Linked DNA regions of Danio rerio: all the other regions are linked to region 2. The links are chromatin contacts, called in public HiCAR-type maps. All regions are on one chromosome and are shown on one strand. Each heading gives the region's core, a stretch centred on a gene start, on an enhancer-like site or on the middle of the called end of the contact. The rest is flanking DNA. Distances are from core to core; before and after follow the strand shown.

What was found. HiCAR-type assays count read pairs that join an accessible place to other places.
Region 1: a contact with region 2 is called in a HiCAR-type map of caudal fin, with 5 times the contacts expected there. The contact joins the promoter of LOC101882550 here to the promoter of klf2a in region 2. A contact is called at or near these places in 1 of 18 Hi-C or Micro-C datasets (caudal fin) and 2 of 4 datasets of contacts at active chromatin or transcription factors (caudal fin and embryo).
Region 3: a contact with region 2 is called in a HiCAR-type map of caudal fin, with 9 times the contacts expected there. The contact joins the enhancer-like site here to the promoter of klf2a in region 2. A contact is called at or near these places in 7 of 18 Hi-C or Micro-C datasets (caudal fin, embryo, fibroblasts and 2 more) and 3 of 4 datasets of contacts at active chromatin or transcription factors (caudal fin, embryo and gastrula embryo).

Annotation. Positions count from the first base shown.
Region 1 is chr22:15,456,942-15,461,237 of GRCz12tu, forward strand. It overlaps LOC101882550 (natterin-3-like), which reads left to right and starts at 1,421. Exons shown (of 3, transcript XM_021473444.3): 1 at 1,421-1,664. All of the region lies in intron 6 of LOC137488916 (a long non-coding RNA gene), which reads right to left.
Region 2 is chr22:15,615,783-15,620,582 of GRCz12tu, forward strand. klf2a (Kruppel like factor 2a) reads left to right here and starts at 2,779. Exons shown (of 3, transcript NM_131856.3): 1 at 2,779-3,169; 2 at 3,584-4,478; 3 at 4,584-4,800. The coding sequence starts at 3,098. The coding sequence ends at 4,759.
Region 3 is chr22:15,486,963-15,491,303 of GRCz12tu, forward strand. It overlaps LOC137488916 (a long non-coding RNA gene), which reads right to left. Exons shown (of 7, transcript XR_012397528.1): 5 at 1,741-1,872. Among named protein-coding and RNA genes, the nearest start is that of fam32a, 49 kb to the left of the region's middle. Within about 2 kb of position 1,424, at least 5 of the 62 cell types and tissues checked have an H3K27ac peak or open chromatin away from gene starts, as enhancers often do. A contact at or near this core is called in caudal fin, where this site is marked.

The DNA.
Region 1 (4,296 bases), core at 171-2,670, 160 kb before region 2:
TATATATATATATGAATGATGACATCTATAATAGTGACATATATAATGCACTATAACAATGGTATAATATGCATTTTAATTGAAATAATTATGATGTTATTGTAATCTGCTACAGAACACTAAGAATGTTATTACCAACTCATATCATTACCAGCAGAGGGCGGTGTTGGTTTAAGGTTGAATGAACCAAAGTTCAAGGGGTTCAATCTTCAACTGGCTGGCAGGAGCCGCCAGTGGCGGGTCATGTGACCTGACACTGGCTGATGGCAGCCGCCAGTGTCCAACTGTCGGGTAGCATGACCAGCCAGTGGCAGCCACATTTTGCCAGACAGTTGGCAACTGGCAGCCAGAGCCTGGTTGGTGGCCTTTAACAACTGGCTGGTGGGTCAGGTGTCCTACCAGTGACTGCTTGGTGACCATTAACAAACTGGCTGGTGGGTCAGGTGTCCTACCAGTGGTTGCTTGGTGACCATTAACAAACTGGCTGGTGGGTCAGGTGTCCTACAAGTGGTTGCTTGGTGGCCATTAACAACTGGCTGGTGGGTCAGGTGTTCTACCAGTGGCTGCTTGGTGGCCATTAACAACTGGCTGGTGGGTCAGGTGTTCTACCAGTGGCTGCTTGGTCGCCATTAACAACTGGCTGGTGGGTCAGGTGTCCTACCAGTGGCTATTTGGTCGCCATTAACAACTGGCTGGTGGGTAAGGTGTCCTACCAGTGGCTACTTGGTGGCAGTTGGCAACTGGCAAGTCATATGACCTTTCATTCCATCAAATGTTTTAACAATAAACAATATGAACATTTTTACGGATTTATTCTTAATGATGGGACATTTCGGAATGTTTATTACAAATAAAGTGTCCTCAAATCTACAAAATGTGGTAAGGTCTAAGTTTCCTTCCCTTGCTTTCAATTTCTCTGAAAGAAATATAATAGAGCTTTTCATTTAGGCATTGGGCTCATTAAACAAGCTAATCACAGATACAGCGCTCAAATAGCTGTCAATACAACTGGCTGGTACTAACGCCTACGCAAGCAGCTCAGTTTAACAGCGCTTAAGCCTTATAAGTGTGGTGTCTAATTTGCACTCTTTTTGGGTGATCAAATGATTCATTTATGAAACATATAGTCTTTATGGTATTCTGGTTTACATACCTTATATTTGCAGAAAATTTATTCCAAACAAGGTTTTCAAATGACCCTAAACAGACTGGTGGGTTATCGACGCTAATCACCTTGCAGTCACCACCAGCCAGTTAGCTCGGAATTTAAAGCGATCGCTTTTTTTTCTCTGCAGCTTTATATATTGATTTACCATCATAATTATGATCTTCAGGACCTTTTCTATTATAAATCGGGGATATTAGTCAGGTTCATTCCAGATAAAGTTCTCAAAAGTGGCTCGATTACAACTGGCTGGTCACGCCCTCCTCATGGAGTTCTACGCTGGTTATGCGTCCCCGTTAGCGCGCTCACTATCTTAGTCTGGCGCGTGTCCTCGCACTCTCATCCAGAGGAATTACATTTTTAATTCATGAAATGTGTATTCTTTTGTGTCTACTTGTTTCCGTCATAGACATTTGCAGCAGTGTTTCCTCAAAGAAGCGCTTCAAACAGCCCTTAAACTGACCGGTGGGTTTGCAACACTTGCTGCGTCACCAGCCAGGTAGCTCAGAGTTTAACGCGATCACTTTCTTTTTCTCTGCAGAAAACGTTTCTGTTTACATTGATTTACCATCATGAATATAATCTTCAGGACCATTTCTATTATAAATTGGGCATATTAGTTAGGTTCATACCAGATACAGTGCTCAAAATTGCCTTGAATACAACTGGCTGGTCATGCTCTCCTCATGGAGCTCCACCAGCGCACTTGTGCTCAAGAGTTTGGTCAAATTTACCAGCAGGTTCAGCAGGAGGTTAATATGGTGACTCTAGCTATTCACTAACTTTAAAATATATTTTTGTTTATGCCAGCCAGCCATATTTCCTCCTATTGATTTTGTTTTAGTTATATATATATACAGACAGGCAGGCAGGCAGGCAGCCAGCCAGCCACCCTGCCTGCCTATATATGTATATAATGAAAAACGGCTATAAAAACAGTCTTCATTTTTCATTTGGTCACAAAAAACGAGATTTTGGCTCCATTTTCATTTTTTAATCTTAGGGTAGGAAAATGGATAAACGACTTTAAAATTCATTATACACGTGTAGGCGGTGCTGAAATGCCAACTTTCCTTTGATTGGTTAACCAAATCTGAGCTCTTGACGTAGCCCTCAAAATAAGAGCCCTCAGTGGACCAGCACCCAGGCTTTTAACTATTATTATTATTTAATTATATATATATTGTAGCGAGGCAGAGGGAAAACAACGACACAGTTGGATAGTTTTACAGACAAGTCCCCGGAGGGTGCTTTATTTACAAAGTGAGAGGTGTGCAAACGGTGCTCTTCTTCGTGATGAGGTGCTCTGGTGCTCCGGGAAGTAGGTGAAGGACAGTGAGTAGTCGGATGTGGGATCGTCACGAGCTGGAGTCTGCTGTGGAGAGACAGCGAGACAAGCATTAGCGCATGGAGTCATAGGGTGAATGAAGCTCGTCTTTTCCTGGCGTGGGCTTGGTTTATATGCCTCTCCGGTTGATGACGTCCAGCTGTGAGCGATCCTGTGTTGATGATGGTCCAGCTGGGTTGGATTAGTGATTAGGGCGACGTGGCATGTGTGCGCTCGTTACAATATATATATATAAACTAAGTTTACATATTCTGTCATTTGATCAGTTAGCAGGCTTACATCAATGACTACATCTTTGATAATACGCACGCACTGTTAAGCTGTAAGGTATAAAAATATTATAGTTATTAAATATTCATCTTATTTTTCAGTAGATCTGTAAATGATGTATTTTATAAACTGATCATTAATAAGGACTACGCTATTAATAACTGTAATTCTCCAGTTGAAAAAGGCTTGATTAAAGTCCTGTCATTTTAAAGATTTTCTACAATTTAAGCAGAATTAGGTTAAAGAGAACTTAATTCAGAATGTATGAATTTCTGTGCGCAAGACACGCTTTACGAGCGGACTTCACCTTTTTATTATTTCATACAATAGTAAATGCATAAAATAAAATGCAGTATAAAAATAAAAAATAAAAATTGTTGGCAGCACCTAATAGTAGCCTATATACAATATTTATATGTGCAATATGGAACTGGGCCCGCTGTATAACATATATTGGTCACAAAGAGAAAATGTCAAGTTTATTATTAGCACAACGCACAGACAGCAAGCTTATATCTGTTAGTCTGAACTACAACACATTATTTATTACGAATTATAAGTATGTGTTTGATTAGTTCCTTTGAAAATTTGTTCATTAATCCAATGTTTTAGAAAGTCTCAAGTCTTGTTGTGTGAGAAAACAAATGTAAAGTAGGCATTGCGGCTGACCGTATTGTATTGCCCTTTAACTTCTTTTAGTTCAGCTCTTAAATGAGTTGGCTATACCTGAGATGTTGCTAGTGCACAGCCACCGATCCTATTGTATTTTTTTAAACCCACTTATTTAAAATATTCAGCGTTAATATTGTTCACTTACTGTTTTTTATTGTTTAGTTATGTATATATATATATATATATATATATATATATATATATATATATATATATATATATATATAGCCGAATCAAAATCAATAGGAGGAAATAAAACAATTTTTAAAATAGTACCCTTTGTTGTAGCAACTGAGCCCAATGTGTTTTTATTCTGGTCCTGTTATTAACTATTTAAAAAAACTAAACAATAAAAAAACAGTAAGTGAACAATATTAATTATTATTATTATTCTTAATAATAATAATATTATTATTATTATTTAGGTCTACAGTAGCTCGAAAACAATCATGCAAACCAGATGCTGCCTTTGCTCAGCATCAGGTGCACAACAGCAAGGTGTTTGGTAGCGAGCGAACTAGGCATTTATTATTATTATTATTAACATTATTATTAATATATAGGACTTGCTCGGAAATAATCATGCAAACTATGTGCTGCTCGAAAATGGCTATCGTTGCTCAGCATCAGGTGCACAGCAGCAGGACGTTTGGCAGCGAACTGACCTTATTTTAATGATGAATGTCTAATAATACTGCTAATTTGCATTTTTATTTAATTTATGCATACGCAATGCAGAAATATATATATATATTTTCAACAGACACCTGGACACACTGACAGAGCATTATGACATTCCTAAAGTCAGCTGGACAAAATCAATATTTTTTGATTTTCAGTT
Region 2 (4,800 bases), core at 1,529-4,028:
GACTGCCGGATTGATTGTGACTACTTTAACTTTAATTCAGCAATTCGTTTTTTGAAAGCTAATCAATTACACTGACAGTAACTAGCATTACGTTTTCTGAAAAGTAACTCAAATAATATTACCTAATTTTTAAAAGTAATGCGTTACTTTATTTTACTTTTTTTTTTTTTTTGGTGCGTCAAAATTTTCCACATTATTAAAAATGAAGCTGTTAAGTTGCGGATGTAGTGATGCTATGGGTAAAAAACATCTAAAGAATTCTCTTCCACTATACCTAAGCTATTATGTCATCAAAAAAATCCCAAGCACGTTAAAGGTTTTTTCGTGGAAGCATTGATGCCAATAAACAAACTTTTCTTTGAAAAGTTTACCTGTACAGGTGGAATGCGAGAGGTGTGTCGGAAACCATCGAAATGCATGATCAGAGCACAATTAGAAACCGACATATTAATGTGTGATCCATGCAGCCCTAAGGGGAGAACTAGCTGTACAACACAATAAAACTACACCCTATGCTGACATTCTTAGGCCTTGTCAACATTCTCCGAGCCCAAATAACATACTGTACTTCTAAATTAAACTACTGAATCATAGCAATTGGTCGGTGCAAGGGAACGAATAAAAAAAGTCACAACATGCATTGGTATTCATTTTCGTTTTTCCTCGAACACAGTTCAAGCCGTGCCCATCTGACACCTCATTTTGAACTCTCGTGTAGAAGGTTCTCACCATTTGCGTGTTATTTTTCACCACACAAAAATAGAGAAGTGATGTAATTTCACACAAACCACCATTTTAGGTTTTCTTTAGCTTTTGTTGTGTTTTGTGTTGGCTGGACCTCACGATTTGCTGGAAGCTAGAAATAACTATTCATAGACTGGTACAGGTAATTGCCCCTGATACCTGCAACTTGGGGGAGAAATCCCAGGCTCCCCGGCTCGATTTGCAAATGAAAAGGTTTTAAGAGCTTAATGGCGCGTGTTTTGTTTAGAGCTTGATACTACATATACATTTGGAGCCTGCGAGAGAGTGTTGTGTTATTGTTAATGTTTCGGTCTAGTGACATGCAAATTTGATAAAGTTGTGGCTTGGGCTGCAGGTGCAAGACTCTTGCTTACATCATGACTTTAAAGACTTTAAATAACTGACTTTTGGGACTATAATAATTCTAAAAAAAAACTTGTTAGTGTATTTTACATAAAGTAGTAAACTATATTCAGTTGAAGTCAGAAGTATTAGCCCCCCCTTTGAATTTTTTTTCTTTTTAAATATTTCCCAAATGATGTTTAACAGAGCAAGGAAATGTTCACAGTACATCTGATAATGTTTTTTCTTCTGGAGAAAGTCTTATTTGTTTTATTTCGGCTAGAATGAAAGCAGTTTTTAATTTTTTAACACCATTTTAAGGTCAAAATTATTAGCCCCTTTAAGCCATATTTTCGATAGTCCACAGAACAAACTATTATGTTTAGAGTGTGTTGATAAAATAATCTCTCCGTTAAACGGGAATTAGGGAGGAAATAAACAGGGAGGCTAATAATTCTGACTTCAACTGTATATAAAGGCAGATTTTGTTGACTTCATGTAAACATTTGTACATGCCACTGTACACATAGGCACATAACCAGAACTGTTTTATTCTACTTTGCATGAAAGAACATAATTATATCACTGTAAAAAAGAAAAAGCTTCACATATTTTTCTGATTTACTAGTGTCTTTAAAATGCATTATGAAGATTTTATCTCAACTTCAACAACTTTTAATGATTAAAATTTAATTAGGAAGTTTAACAAAGGGACATTTTTAGTCATTTGAAGCTATTTATTGAATAAAATGCTAAATAAAAAGGAAAAGAAAGAGAAATATAAATTCATATTAAAACTAAATTAAATACTAGCAGCAAATTAACCTGTTTTTATGCTGTAATTTACATATTTCAATAACATATTCTTACTAAATGTCAGTAAAATTACTTTACTTACTCTGAAAGTGAAAAAAATTAAAAACATTTACAAAAATCATCATTTTAGTGGTCAAACTGCAGATTTCAACCTGTTTGCATTACAGTAATAATCAATAGAAATATATATATATTAAGAAATGTTGAAGAGATCCCTTGATAAGTCATCAAACTAAAATGTTGATTTCTCACATTGTTTGATTATTACATAATCTTAAATAAAGTATTTTTAAAACACTGAAAAAGCTGAGAAAAATATCATGCTTTCATTAACTTTTTGTTGATTTTTTACTTGTAAATGTGTGGAGTAAAATACAAGCACACTGTAAAAATAATATGATCAATTAGTCATGACTTATGAAACTAAGTTAATCATGTTTTAAGTTATGGGAGTAACATAGTTCAATGGACTCACAAGGTTAATTTGATTCAGCTTAACAATTTAAGGCAACTAATATTTTCTTACAGTGCATGATAAACTGGAATAACTCAAGTTTTACTCTAGACCAAATGCATAATCTGTTATCTTACAGCACATTCTACGTTATTAAAATGCAGTAATCCCCTTTGTTGCACGAGTCTCGAGGGCTCACAGCTGCTGGTATCGACACTTTTCATCTTTGAACAACGTGTTAATGGTGTGTGTTTTTCTCCCATTCGAGTTTTTTTTTTTTTTTTTTTTTTTTTTTTTGCAAAGACAAGAGAGGGAGAGAGAATCAGAGAGGGAGAGGGAGATAGAGAGAGAGAGGAGGGATTTCTCTCGCATCATGTTGTACTCGTTTAACTCGTTTTACCGAGGGGGCGTGGAGTGACTCGGTGATTTAAAGAAGAGCCCGTGCGCTCTCAACATCCAAGACGAAAGGCGCACACGCCGGAGAGCAGCAGCTATATACCGGGGCTAAAATTAGGGACGGATAGTGCGTATTTCCTCCGCTTCTTATAATTGGTCCAGCTTGCGCTGCCGTGATATTTATAAGATAAAGGTCTTCCACCACTCATACTTTCTGCATGAGTGTTAAACATAGTGTAAAGAGCAGAGCAGAGTTGTAGTGCACTACAACCAAAGTTTCTCCGAGGGATTGCAACAAATCCCCGATCTTTAAAGTTTGTTTTACCTTAACTGGGACGACTGGAAATGGCTTTGAGTGGAACGATTTTACCGTCTATTTCCACATTTTCGGCGCAGAAGGAAAAATGCTGGGAGAACGTGAGTATTGTTTTCTATTTATTTATTTTCACGTCATTGTTATGTCTAAGTGGTTTCATGCTATATTAAATCTGCTTTTGTTCATATTTACGCTGTAATTTCTACAAACGTTTTTCTTTTTTAAAACAAGTTAGCTAACTTGAATAAAGTTAGCCAGCGTGAGGAATGTTTGTTTATGTTTTTAACTAAATAGCGAGTTTGTAACTATAGCAACAGCCACTCGATCGATAAACCAATACTTTTTTCAATCTATATTCTATTAACACATTACAATATAAGCTAAAACAGTGTTTTATTTCGAATAGTAGCCTATTTGTGTACTGCAAACACATTTATAAAGCATACTATTAACTTTTTTGTGCTCTTAAAATGTTTAAAATCAAAACTAATCGAAATCAACCTGTTTCATTGCAGAGGTGGAAGGATGAACTGGACAGGTCCATGCATCTCAGCTGCATAGCTGACCTATCTAACATGGACAACCTCAACAGAATAACAGACGACGAAGATCTTGACAAGTACCTGGATCTGGAGTTTATACTGGCCAACACTGCAGGTTCTGACAATCTCGGACTCGGCATGGCAGGCGACTACAGAATGCAAGAGTCCAGAAACATGTACAACCCGACTACATACTCGGTGCCTGAGATCAACCCATCACCACCTCCACCGTACACCACCAGCCTCATGGCAGAGCTTCTGCAGTCTGACATTGACACCTACTGCCAACCGTCTCTCCAGGGAAGATTCCTAGTCAGGCCTGCTTTCCCCACTCAGGACATTTCGGAGTGTATCAAAGTGGAGCCCTGCATGGATAGTTACGGACCTGTACGAGGAATGGTTCCCAAAGTCAAACAAGAGGGCAACGGTGCATGCATGAGATCCTATGAGCAGCCAAGACTAGCCAACTCTCCCCAGGGAGCAGGCAGCATGACTCCCCCACAGAGCCCTGCGGAGCTCATCAACACAGACTGTCAGTCACACTCGCAGATGTGCCATGCCTTAACGTTCAGCCAGAGCTATCAAGGCAACACAGGATTTCCCCACGCAGCACCTCCACAGATGCAGCTGCCTTACCAAAGCACACATCACTTCAGCATGTGCGACGATGGGCTTGCAATGCCCAACGCCAACCAAAGAGTACTTCTGACACCACCCTCATCTCCTCTAGAGCTGGACGCCAAACCAAAGAGGGGGCGCCGCACGTGGCCGAGGAAACGCACGGCGACTCACACTTGCACTTTTTCTGGATGTGGCAAAACTTACACAAAAAGTTCTCACTTGAAGGCTCATCACAGAACACACACAGGTAAATAAACGCCACTTGTTTTGTGTTTTCGTAAGATCTATCATAATTAAGTTATAATTAATCTAAAACTGGACAGATTTTAATGAATCCTCTCTTCTTTCATAGGCGAGAAGCCCTATCATTGCAGTTGGGAAGGCTGTGGGTGGAAGTTCGCCCGTTCTGATGAATTGACCCGTCACTTCCGCAAGCACACCGGACACCGACCCTTCCAGTGCCACCTGTGCGAACGTGCCTTCTCCAGGTCCGACCATCTCGCCCTTCATATGAAACGTCATATGTAGGAACGGACTCTGGAAAATGTGGACTAAACGCACTGAACAGT
Region 3 (4,341 bases), core at 174-2,673, 130 kb before region 2:
ATGGATATGCTTAAGCAAAGCAGAATGGGTTTGCTTATTTTTTGTTTATACTATGAATTGGAGTTTAGTGAAACACAACTTTGTAAGCTAACATTAATAATGTTCCTTTACAAGTGTGTTAGCAACACATAAGCCTTTGAGCTAAATGATAAATTGATATAATCATATACAAATCATGCAACTACACCTGTAGTTATCAGCTTTCGTTATATTTGTTAGCATATAACTTGTCCTATACTGCCCTATAAAAACAGTTAAATTTAAAAATACATTAAATTATTGTGCAATAACAGAGTCAATGTTCAGTGATAGCCTATAAATGAATTAAATATACCAACAAATCTCACACAAACCTTTAGAGTTGTCAGTGATAGTCATCAGTATTTTTGTTTTGGGCTAGTTTCTGTAACCCAGTCAGAAAACAATGTGAATTTAGCGAACACTTTCACCAAAAGTGATTTAAAAATAAGGAAGGCATTAAGCGATTCATCATAAAGAGTGCAATATTCATATGCAACTAAAATACTATTGTAAGAAAAATACAAGCTAGAGTAGGTTTTTAGGTTGATGTAATCCAACTCTATAGCAAACAATGGTTTTAGAAAGCAATCAATCAAAGGGAATAGTTATTTAATTATATAGCGAATGTTGAGAAATACTAATACGTTCAAAGTAGTGACACATTTCGTAATCACACTAAATGAGTTATCAGCTTTCTTTTCTTACACATGTAATTTGAGCTATTATTGACGTAAGCCTGTCATATAGAATACCTTATTTTTGGAAAACAATCAATAAAGAAAATTAATATGCAATTACACAACTGAAGTTGAGGTACTAAGAAACCTTAACGTAATGCCAAATTCCGTAATCTTCCAAAATCAACAACATTTGCAGTTATCAGCTTTCAATATTTTTGTTAGCATAGAATTTGGGCTTATTGACGTAACCCTTAGAAAACAATCTAAAAGTCAAAATAAAGGAAATGATTATGCAATTAAATACCCAATGTTGAGAGATACTAATTAATTAAACGTAAAGCCAGATTTCAAACTCCTACAAAATTTTCGCAGTTATCAGCTTTCAGTGTTTTTGTTAGTATAGATAATTTGGGTTAGTTGACGTAACCTTTCTCTATAGAAAACACAAGTCTGTTTGTGAAACCAAAAAAAGGTTAATAATATCCCAATTATGCACGTGCTGGAATTTCTCGTGGCCCGTGTTTACTTTTTATGCCATACAATTACTCGCGTATTGAGTTGCACAGGACATTAAGTGCCTCTCGGCTCTCTATAGGTGTTGCGTGCATGGGACTCCTGCTGTTTGTTATTGTCTGACGTTACTGCCTAGCAACCATCTTTTTTTTTTCAGGGAAACCCTTGCGTGTGAGCACACCTGGTTTTGTGACGTGAACAGTCAGTCATTCCTCAGCGAGAGCAGCATAGTGGTATTGACTGATGTGGGACCATTGGATGGCAGCCACTAACATATAGAAGTAATAAGCAGAAAGGCCTTAGTTTTATGGAGTGCTGGGCTGGTGAAGAGATTTTAAACAGATCCTATTTAAATACTTCATATATGACGTGTATGTGTGTGTGTGACTTTCTAATGTATTGTAAAAAGACTGCTTAGAATTTTGCCTGATCTGGGACATTAGCCTGGAGCGTATTGCTGGGAAATACATCTCTGCATGCATGCCCCGAGATTGCTATGCCCTCAGGCTTTTACAGGTTTACTTACTGGTATCATGACAGTGAGATGACGGCTTTGTGATCATCAACTGCATTCGATGTGTCACGGTGCTAATGATGCATTCTCAGACAAAGTTGCGTCATCAAACTCTGACTTTTTCACCTCAGGTGACTGCAAATCCTGTGAAAAAGAGAACATTGCATCAATTAAGAAGATAACATAAGCTTATTTGCACATTAAAACAATTCATTTTAATAGTGTCATTAAATTTTGGTGTCTGAAACACACAACAAGCAAATATGTGAACATTTACATTTATATCTATGCAAGCTTGAATTTAAGGTGGTTTTAAAATGCAGTGTGCTACAAAGGACACTTTTAGGACAACTAATTAAAGCAACGGATTGTGCTAAATAAATATAGTCACATAGTCAACATGCAGAAGACTATAGAACAGGGATGCCCAATCTTTTTCTTATGAAGGGTCAAAAACCAAACTTGATTGAGACTAGTGGGATCAAGGTAAATATAGTTGCCATGGGTAATTTCCTAATTTATTTAATACTATTTAAAAATGACTAGAAAACATTGCTTTATATTAACAGGTTTTTTTTTACATTTTACAATGAACTTATTTACAGTAAAAATCTAAGTTATAACAGAATTACACTAGTTTTTGCCTTGATTTGCTCGCCGAAGTCTTCTGCATAGTCCTCTATCCGTCAAGTGACAGTATTTACATTTTAAAAAAAAATCTGATTTATTTACAACATTTAATTAAAAAAATGACATTTCAGTGAGCTTTTTAGCAGCTCAGCAATTAAACTAATAAATTAAAGCTGCAAGCAGCGGTGAAAGGGACCTCATACTAATAAAAAATGTTATGTCAAATTAGAATTAACAATCTTTGTGTTAAAGGCCATACCTGTCAACATTGGGATGTGAAAATAAGGGATATGCCCACCATAATAAGGGATCCCCCCCACCCCCAAAAAAAAGATTCCCCAAATTACTACATTCTGATTAAAGAGCAACGAATGAATCTCTCATTTATTAAGATTTTTTTACTACATTAAATAAGAGGTGTCACTTTTAAAATGCACAAATCTAACGTTAAAATGAAAAGCATTTGACTGCTTTCCTAACTTTTTATGCTCATTTAAGTTGTGTTTGGAAAAAAAAAACACCAAGATCGACATCCTTATATGTTATTATTATTAAGTATGTGTGTATGTCTGTTTAAACACGCGCCAAACTTTCTCTCAGCTTCAAATCGCGTGTGCAGAATCCGTTAGGGAAACAGCTGTTTATTACTATGGAGCACGCCAACTGACAGTCATGTAATATTATACGACTGTTTTGAGGATTGTATAGGATGGTCAACGGCACCTGTATCAAAAGGAAATGGAATCGCGCCGTTTTTAAGAAGCCTTGCCGTTTTGAATATTTATTTGTAAGTGTTTTCATTCCTGAACAAAGCGAAAGCACAGAAGACTCTTGTTTTAGAGCAAGGGGCGACCCCTGGTGGTTTGGCGGTATGGGTTCCCTATAGGGAGGCTCGGCTCTTCAGAGAAAGACTGAAAATACGGGAGAAATACGGGAAAACACCTTTAAGGAATGATAGCGGGATAGAACAGTAAAATACGGGAGAATCCCGGGAAAAACGGGATGGTAGACAGGTATGGCATTTGCCCCAACCCTGTTTATCATTCTCACTCTCCCCTCAGATGGGATGCTGGGTCAAACCAAAGGTTAAAATGGGCCAACTTTGGCCCACGAGCCCTACTTTGGGCACTCTGCTCTAGAAACATGCTAGTAAAAACACCAAAGACATCCCTAGCATAGAAACATGCTAGTAAAAACTACCTCCTTATAAACCATCTAACAATCACCCAGTACACTAGCAAACATCTGTTATTCATAAAATCTAATGCTCTTAGCTTACTAAAAAACATTCTTTATTTTCATCCATTAGTAGCACTCTAGATATACTTAGCATTGTAATATGCTAATAACCATTTTGTTATCATTTTCTGTAGAATATATGTAGCAAAGCGTTATGCTAAACCATTCAGAGCTCTCTAACAACTTCCTAACAAAACCCGAAAATGCCACATGCAAAAAATATTCGGAATACATTGGGAACTACATATCAATCTCCCTGAACATTATAGTAATGTCAGCAATTATTTTAATATCAAGAGAGGGTCATATTATTTATTAAGCTTTATGAAAAAGGCTAACTGTCAGTTAAAATGAACAATGCATGGTTGTTGCTAGAAGAGATACAGCTCCAGCGAAATGCTTATGATAATTATTTATAATATATTAAATTGGGTTTTAGTAACATCTACCCCTACCCCAACCCAAAAGCTACCCCTTACAGTAATATAAAAAAAGTGGTAAATATTGTTGTATTGTTGTCACAGAAATTATGTTGTATTGATGTGTGCTTGCTTAGAGTATCTGGAGGTGTTTACATTATAGACTTTACCACATAATAGCTACCTTCAATCACAGCATCTCAGAACCCATCACATAATGGCTTTTAGTCTCTTTTTTAGTGTACCACTAAACATTAGCATTAGCGGTTACGCTATTTAAGCTTAAATTTGCAAGTTTGATTACTTTGTTAAAGTCCATGGGAAT